2 separate regions of the Mus musculus genome follow, and region 1 is linked to region 2. Evidence: chromatin contacts called from public promoter capture Hi-C data. All regions are on one chromosome and are shown on one strand. Each heading gives the region's core, a stretch centred on a gene start, on an enhancer-like site or on the middle of the called end of the contact. The rest is flanking DNA. Distances are from core to core; before and after follow the strand shown. Region 1 holds the start of Notch4 (notch 4). Region 2 holds the start of Rxrb (retinoid X receptor beta).

Region 1 (5,184 bases), core at 1,991-4,490, 530 kb after region 2:
AGGTGTGAATGAACGATTGACACAGTTATCCTTCTCCAGGGATATACAATGAAAGGAAAGCCCAAGTCTGAGGGGTAAGGCGGAAGGGGGGGGGGAGGGTTGGGGAGGGTTGTACCTCACTACACCCGCTACCTCGCTACCTCGTTACAGAGATCATGTTCCCCAGGCAACTGATCAGTGTCCATCTCGGAAGCTGGAAAGAGAAGGAAGCGCTCTGAGAGATGCCCACTTTGAGCCCTGGGAGATTACCGGGACCAGAGCAGCACAGGCAGCCTGAGCAGGTGCCTCGCCTCCGGCAGGATAAAGTGAGCAGTGCCCTGCGCAGCCACACACACAGCCCTTCCCCCACCCACCCCTGCTTCCCCTTCTGCATCACCACTTCCCTGTCTGCGTTACCATTTCTCCTTTCTCACAAGCTCCAGCCTCCCTTCTAAGTGATGTGAAGCTGTCTCTTCCCACTGAGCTTTGGTGGTTCCTCCAGAAACCAGGTGTCTCTTCCAGGTTTCACTTTGCTGCTCGGCCAACACCAGGTGCCCCAGATCTGCAAACCAGGCACAGGAAAGCAGGGACTGCTCACACAGGATATTCCCAGATCGCAGCTGCCTCAACTAGGGCCTGCTATGGGAAAATGACACATCTTGAGGACAATGGGCTGAAAGAACAGACAGGAAATGCACAAGAGACACGAAAACTGTCACACATGTGAAACAATGTTAACCCTAATTAACAAAATGGGGTGGGGTTGTCCGCAGTTTAATTAAAAAACAAAAAAAAAAACAAACCAAACCAAAACAAAAAAAAAAAAAAAAAAAAAAACACTATTCTGAGATGAAGTCTTCCCAGGCTGGCCTTAGATTCCAGTCCTCCTGCCTTAACCAGCACAACTGCAATTTTGAAGCAACAAAGAGACATTGTGGCAAGAAGTCGAATGAAGAGCAAGAACTGGAGATCTGGCAACAGTAAGACATACGCAGACATTACTCACTGGAATAGAAAGTCCTGCACTGTCTGCTGGAGGATGCTGCCAAGGCTTAATGACCAAGTTTTCATTCCATGGTCATCTGTAGGCTCATGAGTTTACTCCCAGTTAGCCTAAGAAAGCAGGCAACCACACAGATGTGTAAGCTCTAGTTCCTGCAAAACAGTTGATCCTGTTGAAAACGGACGCCCTCTCTGACAAGTCTCAATAGGAAACTAGTTGAAGTGACCTAGGGCTTATATGGTAGAGCCCTAGGCAAGCGGTTAAGAGTGATGGGGGGGGGGGGGTGCAGTTAGCTCTGTAGTGGGGCACATGCTTATCACATATGAGGCCCTAGGTTTGATACCAAACATCCCCCCAAAACACCTCAAACATCAGACAGTCTCAAAGTTTAGAGCCATCTGTAAAACCAAATAGCTGACTAAATTCCCAATATAAGGCTAAATATGATTATATATTATAATATATATTATATGATTATATATAATATAGTATATATATATTATATAATAGTATATATGTATACACACACATATATATGAATATATATATATTCATATGTGTGTGTGTGTGTGTGTGTGTGTGTGTGTGTGTGTGTAGTGGCTCAGTGAACCAGGACTGGCCCAGGGTGCATGAAGCTCAGGGTTTGATTTCCAATGCAGTGTAAACAAAGGGGACATCGGTGCACAGCAGTAATCCTAGCAATTAGGAGATGGAAGCAGGAGCATCAGGAGTTCAAGGTCATCCTCACCAACACAGCAAGTTCAAGGCCAGCCTGGTGGGGGTGGGGGCACACTGTCAGTGTTCCTAGCAGGCAGATCCTACTGCAGGCAGCTTCCAGGACTGCTCGAGGCTGAGCAACCTGCTCCTGCAGACAGCTCCTCCACCCTGGGCCGTACCTAGAGCTTGCAGAGCTCCAAGAATGGCTGACTCCAAAGCTGTGCTGGGTCCTCAGGGAGAGTGAGCCCTGGGCATTATAGCACACACTGTAATCCCAGCACTTAGGAGACTGGGGCAGGATGCTCGTGAGTTTGAGGCTAGCCTCCACTACCTGGTGAGTTCCAGGCCAGCCTGGGCTACAGAATGAGACCTTGTCCAAAGTTGAGGTTTTTTTGTTTTTTTTGTGTTTTTGTTTTTTATTTGGTTGGTTGGTTGGGTTTGTTTGTTTGCTTGCTTGCTTTTAATAAAGATAAAAGGAGGTAGCATGAACTTTTGGGGGTAATGAATTCCCTTTATGGTTGTCTTTTTTTATAGATGACTTAAATTTTATGTCTTGACTAACATCTTGACTGTACCCCAGCATCCTTTGTGGAGGAGAGAGGTAGAGGTGGATGAAATAGAGTGTCCCTTTGTTATTGGTAATGACAATATTTTACATTCCTCTCTGAAGGAAGGCCAAGCCTCCAGACTCGTGGTAAAGTATCAGTGTAGAACACGGGAAGCCTGGGTTCCGTCTCCACTCGGAGGAGGGCCCAGCGTCCTGTCCACTCCCCAGGAAAAAGCCAGGCATGGAGTCATGTGCCTGTAACCTCAGCACCCAGGTGGCAGCTGCAGAAGGATCCCACAGGTTCCAGGCCAGCCAGGACGATTCGCACAGCCAGGATGTTGCGCACAGTGAGATCTTGTCTCAAAATACCTTTTTAAAAAACTAACACCCCGGGCTGGTGAGATGGCTCAGTGGGTAAGAGCACCCGACTGCTCTTCCGAAGGTCAAGCCACCACATGGTGGCTCACAACCATCCGTAACAAGATCTGATTCTCTCTTCTGGAGTGTCTGAGGACAGCTACAGTGTACTTACATATAATAAATAAATAAATAAATAAATAAATCTTTAAAAAAAAAAAAAAAAACTAACACCCCCAGAAAGAGCCAAGGAAAGGTCTAAAGATCCCCTGGGTTTGCCAAAGTGACCGGTTTCAGTTCAAGACACGTTGCTGCTCCTTTGAAAAGAGGGTGTGTCACACCAGAAACTGAGAATCCTCCCCTTGTCCCAACACCTCTGTCTAAGACCTGCCCTTCCTGGGTCACAGTAGCATTCCCTTGCCACTCCCAGTCCTGTGAAAAGGAAGCCGTATTGACCATTAAAATGACAGGAACTCCCCCATTTGGCTGACCCCCCACCCTGGGCCCTAAGAGCAAACCAGCTCCCCTCCCGGCCAGCCACGCCCCTCTCTTACTCTCCCTTGTCTTCCTTCACACACACACCAACCTCTCGCTCCCCCCACCCCCCATCAGTAGGGTGTCCAGGACATTGTGTGACTCAGGAAACAGCTCAGACTGAGGCGTGCAGCAGGCTCAGGAGGAAGAAGGGCGGTAGAGGCAGAGGAGGTGGCCTTGCCTGGCCACAAGGGCTCTGAGGGTCCCTGCCTGAAGAGGGAGAGGAGATCCGGGCCAGGGGCAGGCGCTCTGGAATGCAGCCCCAGTTGCTGCTGCTGCTGCTCTTGCCACTCAATTTCCCTGTCATCCTGACCAGAGGTGAGGGGGTGGGGGCATATCTCTCTTGGGGAGATGCTTGGTGAGGTCAGGGAAGAAAGCCAAGTCCCAGGCTCTGAAAGGACACTGGAGGGAGGAGATTCTGTCCCCTCTAATGGGGACAACCTGCAGGGAGGGCTGACTGACTCCGGGGCTACAGGAGACCCAGGTTTGTGCCTGGTGCTAGGGGTGGTGCCTGCTGTTGGGTGGGAAGGAGGGTGTCCATGCCCAGGGAGAAGCCAGCTGGTTCTGAAGTAAGAGGAACAGACAGACAAACAGGAGAAAAAATGGACTGCCTGATATGGGGAAGAGAGGAGTGAGAAGCAAGAGATGGAGACAGAGAAGAGCCCACCGGCTCCCTTTCTGTCCAGATGTCCCCAACCCCAGTGGCTCATTGCTGGCCTTTCCTGAAGGAAATCCCTTAGGTGTCTCAGCCATTCACATCCCAGGAGCGCTCTTGGCTCCCTCCTAAGCCCTGTTGCCCTGCTTCCGGGGGATGGAGCTGGGCTGAACTTGGGAGACTGGAGAATAAACAGGAAAGGGGTGGGAAGAATAACAAGCTATGAATGGAAGGCCTGGGACAAGGCTGGGACAAGGGGACCCTGTGGAGACTGGGACTGGGGTGTGAAGGAGAGAGAGAGAATGATAGAGCACCATGCACCTGGGTAACATGGGGTGGGGGAGTGCTGAGCTGCTGGTCAGTGGCCTGTAAGGAGGACCTGGTGGAGGAAGGGCAAGCCATCTGGAGACCCTTGGACCCTGGGCTCCATCTCATCTTCCAGTCTCTTCTCCAGAGCTTCTGTGTGGAGGATCCCCAGAGCCCTGTGCCAACGGAGGCACCTGCCTGAGGCTATCTCGGGGACAAGGGATCTGCCAGTGAGTGTGCATCATAGGAGCGGGACCTGGGGAGACAGGACGGGGAGGAGGAGGGGGAATCACTGGCCTGAAATGTCCCTCTACCCCTAGGTGTGCCCCTGGATTTCTGGGTGAGACTTGCCAGTTTCCTGACCCCTGCAGGGATACCCAACTCTGCAAGAATGGTGGCAGCTGCCAAGCCCTGCTCCCCACACCCCCAAGCTCCCGTAGTCCTACTTCTCCACTGACCCCTCACTTCTCCTGCACCTGCCCCTCTGGCTTCACCGGTGATCGATGCCAAACCCATCTGGAAGAGCTCTGTCCACCTTCTTTCTGTTCCAACGGGGGTCACTGCTATGTTCAGGCCTCAGGCCGCCCACAGTGCTCCTGCGAGCCTGGGTGGACAGGTAAGTACAATCAGGAGGAGCCTGTAAGTCATTCTTGTTGCTGTGACTCAACTCCCCACAATGGCAGTAGCTGCCTGAAGGAAGGAAGGCTTTATCCAGGCTCAAGGTCTGAGGGTTCAGCATCCTGGTAGGGAAGTCCTGGTAGAGGTGACAGCCTAATATTGAACAGAAACCCAAAGCTGCCAGATCATACAAGATTTACAGTCAAGAGCAGAGAGAACGGCAACACCCTTGCTTGCTTGGTCTCATCTAGCGTTCTCCTGCCATGCATAGTTTGAGACCCTCACCTAGGGAATGATGCCACGCATAGGGAATGGTGCTGCCCACAGTGGGCTGAGCCCTTCTGCATCAATTATCAGTCTAGAGGATCCCAAAGACAAGCCCACAGGGCAACCTGACCTAGGCAATTCCTCAACTGAGGCTTTCTTCTCCGGTGATCTGGGTTGTGGCAAATTGGTAGACACAACTAA
Region 2 (5,586 bases), core at 70-2,569:
GAAAATCTGGGATCATTAAAGAGAAAGAACAAAACCGCTTAAGCCTTTGAGGCGGAGCCCACAAGTTACTTACCCAAGGCATGCGGGATGAGGTGGAGGAACGCATCACCCAGGAGCCCCCCGGAAGCAAAACTGAGCAGGATCTGGAGCAGAGAGCGGTGCCTGGGAGAGTTAGATTCTACTGGGATGAGGAACAGCACGAAGAACGGAGCTGCGGAGATCAGCACTGTGGCCCCCAGTGCCTGGTGGAGAAGCACAATCAGAAGGCAAAGATGGAGCTTCCCACCGATTAAGAACCAGTCCCTCTTCCCCACATCCCCTGGCGACTCACGTAGGCCCAGAGGGTGACAGTGTCCAGGTGGTGTTTGATGCCTGGAGCCCCAGCCTCCCTAGAAGTCCCATGGCTATGTTCACGATGGGCATGTCCATGTCCTCCGTGGTGGAGGCTATCGTGGGAGTGGCCATGGCTATGGCCATGGTGTAATTCCTCACGTGAGTGTCCATGGTCGTGGCTGTGGGCATGCCCATGCCAGATGCTTTCATGAGTGTGGCCGTGGCCATGGTGGAAATCTTCATGCGAGTGCCCGTGGCTGTGGCCATGGTGGAAATCTTCATGTGAGTGCCCGTGACTGTGGCCATGGAAGTCCTCTTCCACATCTTTGTGCAGGTCACCATGACCCTCGTGTCCGGCCACCAGCAGCCCCAAAGCCGCCCAGGTCAGCAGTCCCACAGCCACCCAGTGGGGGGCCCGCAGGCCCATGGTCATCACGCTGACCGGAGGAACAAGAGACGACTCGACTTGACTCTCAATCTACCTATTCGGGATCCGCGTCCCTTGAAGCCCTTCCTCTATACTACTTGCTCCGCTCTTACATTGTCCCCAAGGCCGGTCCACCTCATCCCCAACACCCTTCCTGGATGCAGCCCCCCACCCCCGACACCGCTCTAGCCTTTGATCAGCAACTTTACGGTCTCTCTGGGCCCGCGTCTCTATGGCCCACTGGTTGGGGTAAAGGCCTGGAAAGCGCCGTAAGGGAGCAGCAGGGACCTCTCACCGGCTCCGGGATCCTCTCGGTTCTCGGTTTGCTGGGACGTGGCACTCACGCCTCGAGCTCCCGCGAGATCCGGAAGCTCCCTTTCTTGCCTGCGCCCCGATACCTTTACCAACATGGCGGCGCCCCGAGGGCGGCGCGGCCACGGCGTCAGGACGCATGCGCAGAGCTGGGGGGTTATCCGAGGGGACGGCGGGCTGGCGGGCACCGCCTCCTCCGTTTCCACCTCGGCGAAGGGGCGGGAGCTCAAGGCGAGACTTCCCGTCTGTACAAAGATGGCGGCCGCGCCGGTGCTGTCATCTCAGTGCCGAGCCGAGCGCGGCTCTTGAGTCGCGCTGCCACAGGCCGCGGCCTGCTCGCCTCCGCGGCTTCGTCGCGGCCCCCGAGTCCCCCGCTGTCCCCCCTGCGCGTCCCTGGCGCCTCTCCGGCTTCCCCGCCCTCGGCCCGGGCGTCATGTCTTGGGCCACTCGTCCGCCCTTCCTCCCGCCGCGGCATGCCGCGGGGCAGTGTGGGCCGGTGGGGGTGAGAAAAGAGATGCATTGTGGGGTCGCGTCCCGGTGGCGGCGGCGGCGGCCCTGGCTGGATCCCGCGGCGGCGGCGGCGGCGGCCGGAGAGCAGCAAGCCCTGGAGCCGGAGCCGGGGGAGGCTGGCCGGGACGGGATGGGCGACAGCGGGCGGGGTGAGTGTCCCGTGGGCCCGGGCCGGCGCCCCTCGCGCCCCCTCCCCGCGCTCCCGCCCCCTTGTTTGTAAACACGCGCCCTCGACGTCCCGAGGCCCAGCGCCCTCCCCCGGGGCGGGGCGCGGCGGGGGAGCTTCCGCCCTTCAGGTTCGGGCCCGCGGCGGGGCCTGCGTGCGCGGTCTCGGGCGTGGGAAGGACACCGTTCCCCGTGGGCTGGAGGACTCTGGGCATTCGAAGGCTGAGCTTACGCTCTGGGACCGGGTATTTCTGCCATACTCTTTGCCCCGAATGTTCTAAGTTGGGGTTGGACGAGGGGTTCGCTGCTACACCTCCACGTGCTGCTTCACAGCCCCCCCTCCCGAGGTCAGCTTGGGATGACCCAGTAGCCCCGCCTGACCTGCCTCCCTTTTTGTCAACCGCCTCCTCTCACGACTATTAGAAGTGAAATTGTTGTTTGGCCACTTGGTATTTCTGAACTCCAGGGTTGCGGGCTGTGGTGGGTCAGGGAGAATTAAAGTGTCCATTTGGATGATCAAAAGGCTCACTTTCTCTTCTTGTCTCTCCTGTCCGTGTGTGTCTGCCTTGTACGTACCCACTTCTCAGATTCCCGAAGCCCAGACAGCTCCTCCCCAAATCCCCTTTCTCAGGGGATCCGTCCGTCTTCTCCTCCTGGCCCACCTCTTACCCCTTCAGCACCTCCACCTCCAATGCCACCCCCGCCACTGGGCTCCCCCTTCCCAGTCATCAGTTCTTCCATGGGGTCCCCTGGTCTGCCCCCTCCGGCTCCCCCAGGATTCTCCGGGCCTGTCAGCAGCCCTCAGGTGAGAGAGAGGTTGTGGCCTGCTTATTGCCACTGTGCCTTCAGTTCCTTGTTCTCAACTTCTCACCCCCACTCCCCATCTTTGGGTGAACTTCCCCAAAACCCGTTGATCTTTCTAGTTCTCTAATCATAGCAAGCCTGTGGTCTCGGACCCCTTGCTCTTCCTGAAGGGGGTGGTCTGTGGGGGTGCATGCTTCATCAGCTCTGTTTTGAAAACAAACCCTAAGCCTGCAGGGAATATTTTTGATGTCCTGTTCAGCTCACGGTGGCTTTGCTGCCCTTTTCGCTTCAATATGCCTGCCCTTCTAAGACCTGTGCCCTTCAGGGCCACTGTAGCACAATTACAGAAGGGTGGACATCACTCTTGGTGTCACGTGCAAGGAAGGCCCTTTACGTTAGACAGTAGTGTCCCCAGTACCTTCTGGAATAGTACAGGGCTTGCTCACAAGCAGGAAGTGGTTTGCCTGACATATGAGAGTCTCCTGTGACTTCCCTGTCTCCCCCATCCCAGATCAACTCCACAGTGTCGCTCCCTGGGGGTGGGTCTGGCCCCCCTGAAGATGTGAAGCCACCGGTCTTAGGGGTCCGGGGCCTGCACTGTCCACCCCCTCCAGGTGGTCCTGGGGCTGGCAAACGGCTCTGTGCAATCTGCGGGGACCGAAGCTCAGGTATGGGGCTCAGCACAGCCGTAGAAGAAAAAAGCACGTCGGGGCTGTTTACCACTGCCTATGGGGCTCCCAAGGGTTCTTGAGGCTGGTCAGAGCAAGGAGGCCTATGGGACCTTTAGATTCATATCAGATGTGGAGAGGGGTAGGAGTGGGGGTGCTACATGGTTTCTGGTCACCGAAGACTGAGTCACCTTTTTGGATGAAACACAGGAAGGATTTAGACTATGTTCCCTCTCTGGGCAGATTGGTAAGAGACTCCCTAAGAAGGAGGTCTCCACAAAACTGTCTTAACTGCCAACCTTTCTCGTAGGCAAGCACTATGGGGTTTACAGCTGCGAGGGCTGCAAGGGTTTCTTCAAGCGCACCATTCGGAAGGACCTGACCTACTCGTGTCGTGATAACAAAGACTGTACAGTGGACAAGCGCCAGCGGAATCGCTGTCAGTACTGTCGCTATCAGAAGTGCCTGGCCACTGGCATGAAAAGGGAGGGTAAGGGCCTGCCCCGGCCAGGCCTCAGTCACAGGCCCTTCTCCAACCCTGTGGGAGAGCCCTGAGGAGGAACAGGGGAGACTGCTGAGGGCCCCATGGCCTCCATATCTTGGGACTTTGCTCACTTTCTCCTCCAGGGGGCGCAGTTGGGTTTCTCTTTCCTGTCCTCCACAGCTTGGTACCTCTCAGTGTCTCTGTCTCTGTCTCTGTCTTCATGGTTGCATCTCAGGGTTCATCCACCTCCCAGCAGAGTTTGGCCCTAGGGCGAGGTGACCTCTTTCCTCATGGGTCTTTGTTTCCTCTCCTCCACTGCACACAGCCCTTCCCTCTTTTGATGCCATGTTCTTTCCCTAGTCTCCCAGTCTTTCCTTGGACCTGGTTAAACTACAGAATCACTGAAGAGGTCGGGACTTGGTGTCTCTCCTTCTGTCTCTAAGCAAAGCTGACTCCTGGAATTCTAAGAGATATTTTAGAGCTCATTTTGGTCCAATTCCTGCTTTAAAAAAGATGAAAGTCAGCCCTCCCGGGGTTACCCCAGCAGAGTGATAGGACCAGCATCAGAACACACACCGTCCAGACCAGACCAGGCTCTTTCTGCTGCTGCTCTTTAGTTAGCAGAGCTTAGAGTTTGCCATCAGGAGTGTCTGCAGTCAATGTATAGCCCTGGCTATCCTGGAACTCACTCTGTAGACCAGGCTGGCCTCGAACTCAGAAATCCGCCTGCCTCTGCCTCCCAAGTGCTGGGATTAAAGGCGTGCGCCACCACCACCCGGCTCATCGTTTTTTGTTTTTTGGTTTTTTTTAAAGGTTTATTTATTATATATGAGTACACCTTAGCTGTTTTTAGACACACCAGAAGAGGGCATCAGATCCCATTACAGATGGTTGTGAACCACCATGTGGTTGCTGGGATTTGAACTCCAGACCTCAGAAAGAGCAGTCAGTGCTAGAGCTTTATTATAGAAAGGCAGGGGGGAAGAGAGAAGGTAAAAGAGAGGCCGGCCATAGCCAAGAGGAGACAAAGGGGGAAAGGAGAGAGAGAGAGAGAGAGAGAGAGAGAGAGAGAGAGAGAGAGGAAAGGCTAGAGAGAATAAGAGGGGGAGAGTGAGAGGAGAGGAGAGTAAGAGCAAGAGAACAAAGGAGTGAGAGCAGTCAGTGCTCTTAACCACTGAGCATCTCTCCAGCCCTCATCCTTGATTCTTGTACCCTTCTCTTTTTATCTGCCTATTCGTTTACTTTTTGTGTGTTTATAATTTGTGGCGGTGGGGCCAGAGCTCAGGGTCTGGTGTGTGCTGGACAGATTTGCTTTTGGACTCTTCTACCCTTCTGATCCTAATTACCTCCCTGGTCGCTTTATCTCAAGGGACATTGGCCCTGAGAAGGCCCCAAATGAGTTTCAGACAACCCCATAGTTGGCTTCTAATTTTGCACTTCTCTTTCCCCACCCCACAGCGGTTCAGGAGGAGCGTCAACGGGGGAAGGACAAAGACGGGGATGGAGATGGGGCTGGGGGAGCCCCTGAGGAGATGCCTGTGGACAGGATCCTGGAGGCAGAGCTTGCTGTGGAGCAGAAGAGTGACCAAGGCGTTGAGGGTCCTGGGGCCACCGGGGGTGGTGGCAGCAGCGTGAGTGATGGGATTGATTCTTTCTCTCCTGGGGTGGGGGTTGGGAGAAGGAGTCGGGTATGTTCCATCTCCCCTCTTCCCTTCTTTCAGTCCCTCCTTACCTTGCACTGAACTAAAAGGCCTTTCAATAATCTGAGGTGAGCCAGGTGTAGCGATCCATGCCTATAATGTCAGCACTTGGGAAGGGAGAGACAAGTGGATCTCCATGAGTTCAAGGCCAGCCTGGTATACATAGCAGGTTTCAGGCCAGTC

Evidence for each region. Promoter capture Hi-C pulls out the DNA fragments that hold promoters and counts their contacts.
Region 1: a promoter capture Hi-C map of embryonic stem cells shows a contact between it and region 2, with 4 times the contacts expected there. The contact joins the promoter of Notch4 here to the promoter of Rxrb in region 2. A contact is called at or near these places in 5 of 39 promoter capture datasets (the 3T3-L1 cell line, embryonic stem cells, hippocampal neurons and 2 more), 8 of 115 datasets of contacts at active chromatin or transcription factors (embryonic stem cells, fetal liver, large pre-B cells and 2 more) and 2 of 9 other capture datasets (adipose tissue and embryonic stem cells).

What each region holds. Positions count from the first base shown.
Region 1 is chr17:34,561,055-34,566,238 of GRCm38.p6, forward strand. Notch4 (notch 4) reads left to right here and starts at 3,241. Exons shown (of 30, transcript NM_010929.2): 1 at 3,241-3,455; 2 at 4,247-4,328; 3 at 4,419-4,714. The coding sequence starts at 3,392.
Region 2 is chr17:34,030,493-34,036,078 of GRCm38.p6, forward strand. It overlaps Rxrb (retinoid X receptor beta), which reads left to right and starts at 1,320. Exons shown (of 10, transcript NM_011306.4): 1 at 1,320-1,731; 2 at 2,335-2,552; 3 at 3,063-3,219; 4 at 3,530-3,709; 5 at 5,162-5,334. The coding sequence starts at 1,506. It overlaps Slc39a7 (solute carrier family 39 (zinc transporter), member 7), which reads right to left and starts at 1,198. Exons shown (of 7, transcript NM_008202.2): 1 at 332-1,198; 2 at 74-242. The coding sequence starts at 766.